Linked DNA regions of Mus musculus: region 2 is linked to region 1. A link is a contact called in public Hi-C data. All regions are on one chromosome and are shown on one strand. The core of a region is the stretch at or near the end of the contact, and the rest is flanking DNA. Distances in the headings are between cores, read along the strand shown.

The links. Hi-C and Micro-C count contacts between places; a contact is called where the count stands out from the background.
Region 2: a Hi-C map of rod photoreceptor shows a contact between it and region 1, with 2.2 times the contacts expected there. The contact joins the promoter of Nap1l5 here to the enhancer-like site in region 1. A contact is called at or near these places in 5 of 484 Hi-C or Micro-C datasets (centroblasts, centrocytes, group 2 innate lymphoid cells and 2 more), 1 of 115 datasets of contacts at active chromatin or transcription factors (embryonic stem cells) and 1 of 9 other capture datasets (adipose tissue).

What each region holds. Positions count from the first base shown.
Region 1 is chr6:58,857,752-58,860,707 of GRCm38.p6, forward strand. Herc3 (hect domain and RLD 3) reads left to right here. Exons shown (of 26, transcript NM_001361966.1): 7 at 1-35; 8 at 1,202-1,332; 9 at 2,501-2,661. Among named protein-coding and RNA genes, the nearest start is that of Herc3, 28 kb to the left of the region's middle. Within about 2 kb of position 1,305, at least 1 of the 459 cell types and tissues checked has an H3K27ac peak or open chromatin away from gene starts, as enhancers often do. A contact at or near this core is called in rod photoreceptor, where this site is marked.
Region 2 is chr6:58,905,561-58,908,742 of GRCm38.p6, forward strand. Nap1l5 (nucleosome assembly protein 1-like 5) reads right to left here and starts at 1,566. Exons shown (of 1, transcript NM_021432.2): 1 at 1-1,566. The coding sequence starts at 1,407. The coding sequence ends at 937. The region is part of intron 23 of Herc3 (hect domain and RLD 3); the gene reads left to right.

The DNA of each region.
Region 1 (2,956 bases), core at 55-2,554:
GTTGTGGAGAGGAGCACACAGCAGTTCTCACAAAGGTGAGGCGCTTAGGGGGCTGGGCTGTGGATGGCGGTGAGATGGGCAATTTCATATGTCGCAGAGTAGCTAACTGTGGAGGAAGGTTACTTTTGCTGGACTTGAATTTTCTCTTTAGCTTCGTTGTGATTGTTTTGGGAGGAGTAGAGTGAAGACTGTTTTTTAAAAACATGTCCATGCTTTCCTCTTGGAAACCCTCTATATTTTCTAGGTAACATTTAAAAATAGCTCAATAGAAATAACTTAAAAGTATGGCATATATACATATGCAAAACACTACCCATTCTTTGTTCTTTAAAAATAATCCATTTGAATATATAAAACAAATAGTAATTTAATTACAAATAGTAATTTATTAATTACGAGTAGTAAATTAATTGCTTTTAAAAACACTAACATACTAGAAAGAATAAAAGTCTGTCCTTCCTTCCTTCCTTCCTTCTTTCTTTTTTTGTGATTGTTTTGAGACAGGGTCTTATGTATTATCTTTATCCTGTCATGCAGCATGCATTAGTATGATTTTCAAGTCCTGTCTCTACCTCCCAGGTACCCGGATTATAGGCATGAGCCAGCATGCTTGGCTTAAAAATGTCTTTTCATATTGAGGACTTGTTGCCATATATTGATGTAGCATTTATTCAAGTACAAATTTAAAATCTTTACTATAGAGTTTATCAAGCCTCAGTTCCTTACATATAAGTGAACCTAACAAGTCCTGCTCATTTCACCTGCTCTTTTCCTTTAAAACTTTTTGCCTCCTCACACATTCCTGCACTTAAAAAAAGGGTCACCTGGAACCAGAGTTACCTGTGGTTGTGAGCTTTGGATGGTGAATGCTGGGAATAGAACTCAGGTCCTCTGAAAGAGCAGCAATTGCTCTTCCTAAACTACTGAGCTAACTCTCTAGCCCTACATCACCTCGCTTTTACATACTCTTAAAATCTCCAATGGCAACCACTCATTTAAGCAGTGCGGACCCATTCCCTAAAGCTGTAGTCTTACATTCCTTTATTCTTTCCCACTTAAGGAATGTTCTTAGAAAATGCTGACGGTCATCAGGTGAGTGTAATACCTAGAACAGACCCGTGAGATGGGATTTTATGAGTAAGTTTTAGAGGACAGCCCTCAAACTCAGTTACCGAGTCACCCAATGCTTGTTCCTTGCTAGAGTGGGGGCGTGTTTACCTTTGGTGCTGGCTCCTGTGGGCAGCTTGGACATGACTCGGTGAATGATGAAGTTAATCCGAGAAGAGTCCTGGAGCTGATGGGCAGTGAAGTAACTCAGATTGCTTGTGGCAGGTGAGTGACCCCAAGAGCTTTCTCGTGGTAGTGATGGTAAAGAGCTGCAGAGTGGATCGGGCGGTGGGAAAGCCTGTGGGCTCACTGAGCCACTGCCATTTAAAGAAATATTTTTGTTGTTTGTTTTCTCCCCACCTCTTTAAGATAGTACTGGTCAGTGTGCCCTATTCTGGCCTTAAACTCGGTATGTAGTGGGGGCTTCCTCCTTTTACCTCCTGAGTGAAGGGACTGCAGGCACGTGCCACCGTGCACAGCTTTGCTTTAGGAAGTCTCAACTGCACGGTCACCTGTGTAGGGAAAGTCAGACTGAAGTAGATAGGGAAAGGAAGGGATTTAGGTAAACAGACGAGCAGGAGGATAATGGACCTCTTATAGAAAAGAGAGGGAAGAAATGAAAAAGCAATGTGACAGGTGCTTATTTGGGTCTGTTCTGTTTTTCTTTCATCCCAAAGGGAGCATGTGGCAGCTTGTTAATCTCTTTTCACAGATTTTCACTTGATCTGTAGGCACATGCATGACCTTTGTCACAGCAATACAACATTGTAATCTATGTTTGGGCTGGTGAGATAGTTCAGTAAGTTACAAGTCTGCCCTACAAGCACAAGGACACAAATTAGGACCCCCACCAAGCACATGAAAAGCCATCTGTAATGTCAGCACTGGAACAGGCTGGGACAGGCGTGCATATTCCCTAAGCTCACTGTCGAGCCGTCTAGTTCAAGAGACTCTTGCCTTTAAAAAGGTTCAGTGAGAGATGATCTTTAAATATACGGAGAAAATTACTTCTGGCCTACCACTTCTGCAGGTATGGATATGCACATACACATACACATGTACAACCTCCATACTAGCAATTATAATGCACGCACACACACACACACACACACACACACACAAACCATAAAATCAAATTATAAAAAACTTCTCGTTTTAAGCCAGTTTATGCTTTAGTGTTGGACCAATTTCAAAGCTGTCATGGGTTTCAGCCTCAATTAGCCATGCCTGATGGGGTGTCAGAAGTTAGGAGTCTGTGATAGACACAAGAACCAGGATAGGCTCCACAAGAACCCCTAGGAATTTCTGTGATTTTATATGAAAGTTAAAATCTCAGGCCAAGCGTACATCATCGCCAGAAGGAATTCTGCCAATGAGTTCATTATTCCCACAGACAGCACACTCTAGCCCTTGTGCCTTCTTCTGGACTCATCTATGCATTTGGTTGTGGAGCTAAAGGTCAGCTGGGAACCGGACATACATGTAATGTCAAGTGCCCATCTCCTGTGAAGGGCCACTGGGCTGCCCACAGCAGTCAGCTTTCAGCTCGCGCCGGTAAGAATGATTTTCATTGGAGTTATATTTTTAAGTAATCATAACTATTATTTTGATATGTATTTGTTACTTGTCTTGAACTTCTATAGAGGGAATAAACAAGAGTTTCCTTCCTTTCTTCCTTCCTTCCTTCCTTCCTTCCTTCCTTCCTTCCTTCCTTCCTTCCTTCCTTCCTTCCCCCTTCTCCCTCCCTCCCTCCCTCCCTCCCTCCCTCCCTTCCTTCCTTCCTTCCTTCCTTCCTTCCTTCCTTCCTTCCTTCCTTCCTTCCTTCCATTCTTTGTGTCTTTGGAAACTT
Region 2 (3,182 bases), core at 316-2,815, 48 kb after region 1:
TACTTTTTCCAAACATTAGCTTCATTGAGGAGTTCTGATGGTTTTCACAGCTACTTGCTAAAAGCTACAAGACAAAAAGACTTCACAAAGGTCAAACTAGGCAACACTGGATACACATGCTTTACAGAATTGCTACATTCTACATCTCTTCAAGTAAATTATATTTCTAAAATGCTATAAGGTAATTTAACACTTTAAAACATTTGGGGTAATTTTTTACGATTTTGTAAACAAACACTACCAAGAAAACAGGTAACACGGGACCATAACAGATGAACACGTGTTGACAATATTATACATGGAATACACCCTCATTTTTGAAACCATGTTCTTTCTGTAAATGCAAATATTTAAAACATTTTTTCACAACTTGAAATGGCAGTTTTCCTAGCCACATAATCAGTAAATGCTGTCAGTCCAGGCTTGCTCCATGCCAAGGCTCCTCTGGAGTGTAAAGCTGATGTCTGGGTTTGCAAAAGCAAAAGTCTTAAAGATGACGTCGTTCCTGGGTTCCTTTTCCTCTGCGCTGGAAAATGTAAAGAAACTGAAGAATTAAGCATTGAGAAGAGTTCTGTCTTAGCTTGGATGTTCTGGTGTAGTGTGATGAATGGATTTCAACGTGTGACGCACTTTTAATTCCCATCTAACTGACAACCTTTCAACAGTCTCAAGTCCAGTTCTCACAGAAGAGCAGGGAGAAAAAAAAAAGTTTAATTAGGCTTTTTTTTTTTTCTAAAAAACGTCTTTTAGCATCTGTTTTACACAAATAAAAGTCAGATTAGAAACGGGCTAGCCAGAATCTACTTGATTCAATTTAATTTTAGGAATGTCAGAATAGATTCACATTTTATTTTGGGCAAATCCTGAGCCTTTTAAAGTCTGCCGACATTGGAAATAAAAGGGGCAGGGGATTTATCACCTGTCAGCTTGCTGTGCTCACTTCTTGGCGAAGTTGGGACCCCCAGTTGCGCCAGCTGCAGCCTCTTCTTCCTCCTCCTCCTCCTCGTCGTCCTCTTCCTCGTCATCTTCATCATCCTCTCCCTCCAGGGTCCACGCGCAGCCCTCCATCTCTCCGGTGAGCTCCTGGATCTTGGCGAGCAGGGGCTTGTAGATATCGTTGTACTTCTTCTCCAGAGCCTGGAATTCCTTGTCAAACTTGGCCTCGATCTTATCGCAGCGCTTCTGCAGCTTTTTGAGCGCCAGAACCCGGCATTTCACGGAATTGGGCAAGCTCTCCATAAAGTCTTTTTTGGGCTTGGGCGCGTTCTCCGCGGGGGCCTGGGGCTCCTCGGCCGCGGGAGCAGCGGCACTGTCACCGGTCGCGGCATCTTCGCCACCCTGGGCGCCTTCCATTACCTCGTCCTCGGCGCGGCTCTCAGCGGGTCCCTGCTTCTCGGGGTCGGCCATGGCTACTGCTCGGCTCAGCTGGGCTTGTTTGCCGCAGTGGTCTGGTGGTTGCGCAGTCTGCAATAGAGCTGGTCCAGAGAGGTCCTGCAGCTGTGATTGCGGCTGGTCCAGAGTGCGTCTGAAGATGCGGCAAACGCTGACGGCTGTGGTGACGTCCGCGCGGCCGCTTCGCGGCTCGCGGCAAGTGAATGGCTGCTCACTATCAGCTGATGGTTGTGCGCACACACTGCACCAAATTGTTGCTATGCTGCTATCTCCGAGGTCTCTAAAACCTGCCACTTAGACACCCAGCCCTCAGCATCCGCCCCCACCCCTGCAGAACTGGCTGGAACCAGCTCGAGGCTGAGACTGTATTTTTCCATACCTGTTTATACACCCCCCCCCCCCAATCTGTTTACTGTGTGCTCCCCCTCCCATCTTAGTTCTCCAAATCCGCAATGCACCTGACAATCTTTGTTGAAAGTGCGCCATAGCTAATGTTGGTAAGCCTTGGTTATGGGTACATTTCCAAGCCTGACTGCGTCTTAAATTCACTTTCAGAGAACAGAAATGCAGGAGAACCATTTTCCTTCACCTTTGCAGACCCACAGTGCGTGCCTGTATCTGCGCAGACCATCTTTGGCTCTTAGAGCACAGTTAGACATCTCTGTTAAACCTATATCCTCGTGGCAAATTGTTCCGGGAGGGACCTTGGCATTGATTCTGTAAGTGTTTGTGTGGCAAATTTCTGCGCTGTGAGCATTCTAGTAGGTTTCACACAATTGCCTCTGAAAAGAAATAAAGTGAGGGTGAACAGAAGAAATGCAAAGCCCTAGAAGTGTCCAACCGTGTGACATTGTGAAAAGATGCTGTCATGTATAGATGTGTAGGGCCCAATTCAGTTTTTGGGTGGAGGCACACTGCTTCCAGTTAGCAGATTAAACATGCCCATAAAGGCTGGGGAAAAGAGGTCATTTTAATACATCTTGAAATGCGTGTTTGATCCTACACTTCCTTAGGGACCCACAGATGCTTCTACAGTCATTTGTCACCAAACACTTCACAGTTAACCATCTGTTGTTTGAATCTGCTTGTAATTTGTATGTGAGAGCTTTGGAAAAGACCATAAACATCAAAGTCTTGTTTTCTAATAATGAAGTGATCTTTTATTTTTTTCCCCATATAAGCCAGAATTAGAGAGTTATTTGTTTTGTTTATCTATCTATTTATTTATTTATTTAGCTGGTCCAGTCTAGCTTTAAACTATGTGAACTCCAGGTCCTTCCTGCCTCCTTAGAGCTTCTAGAATAAAGAGCAGGGCACAACTTTTAAGTGGTTCCTAGAGGATACATTCATTACCTATTTAGATCTGTCTTTCTCTGTGGTGGGTCTTGCCAGAGTTTTATGCATATGAATTTCATAAGAAATTTCTCTCTTTTACTTCTTACGTGTATTAACTTAATTGTATGTAAACCATTTAGTGCTGACATGGAGTAAGCACTGAATATTTTTAAAGTAAAATTACTGTATTAAAAACAAATACTTTTGTCCCTCTGATGAAAGAAAGTGAAATATACAAAATACCTTTTTAACGTACTTCTGAGTCCTTTAGTTTGTTTTACTCCCCCCTCCTGCCTTGTTCTTTTTTTCATTACATTTTTGTCTTTATTTATCGATGGAGTGGTTGCACATTCAGCAGTATGAGTATCTGTTGGTTCTATCATTCCGACTACGTGCTTCTGGGAATCTCACTTAGGTCTTCAGGCTTAGGAGCAAATGGTTTATTTGCTGAGCTA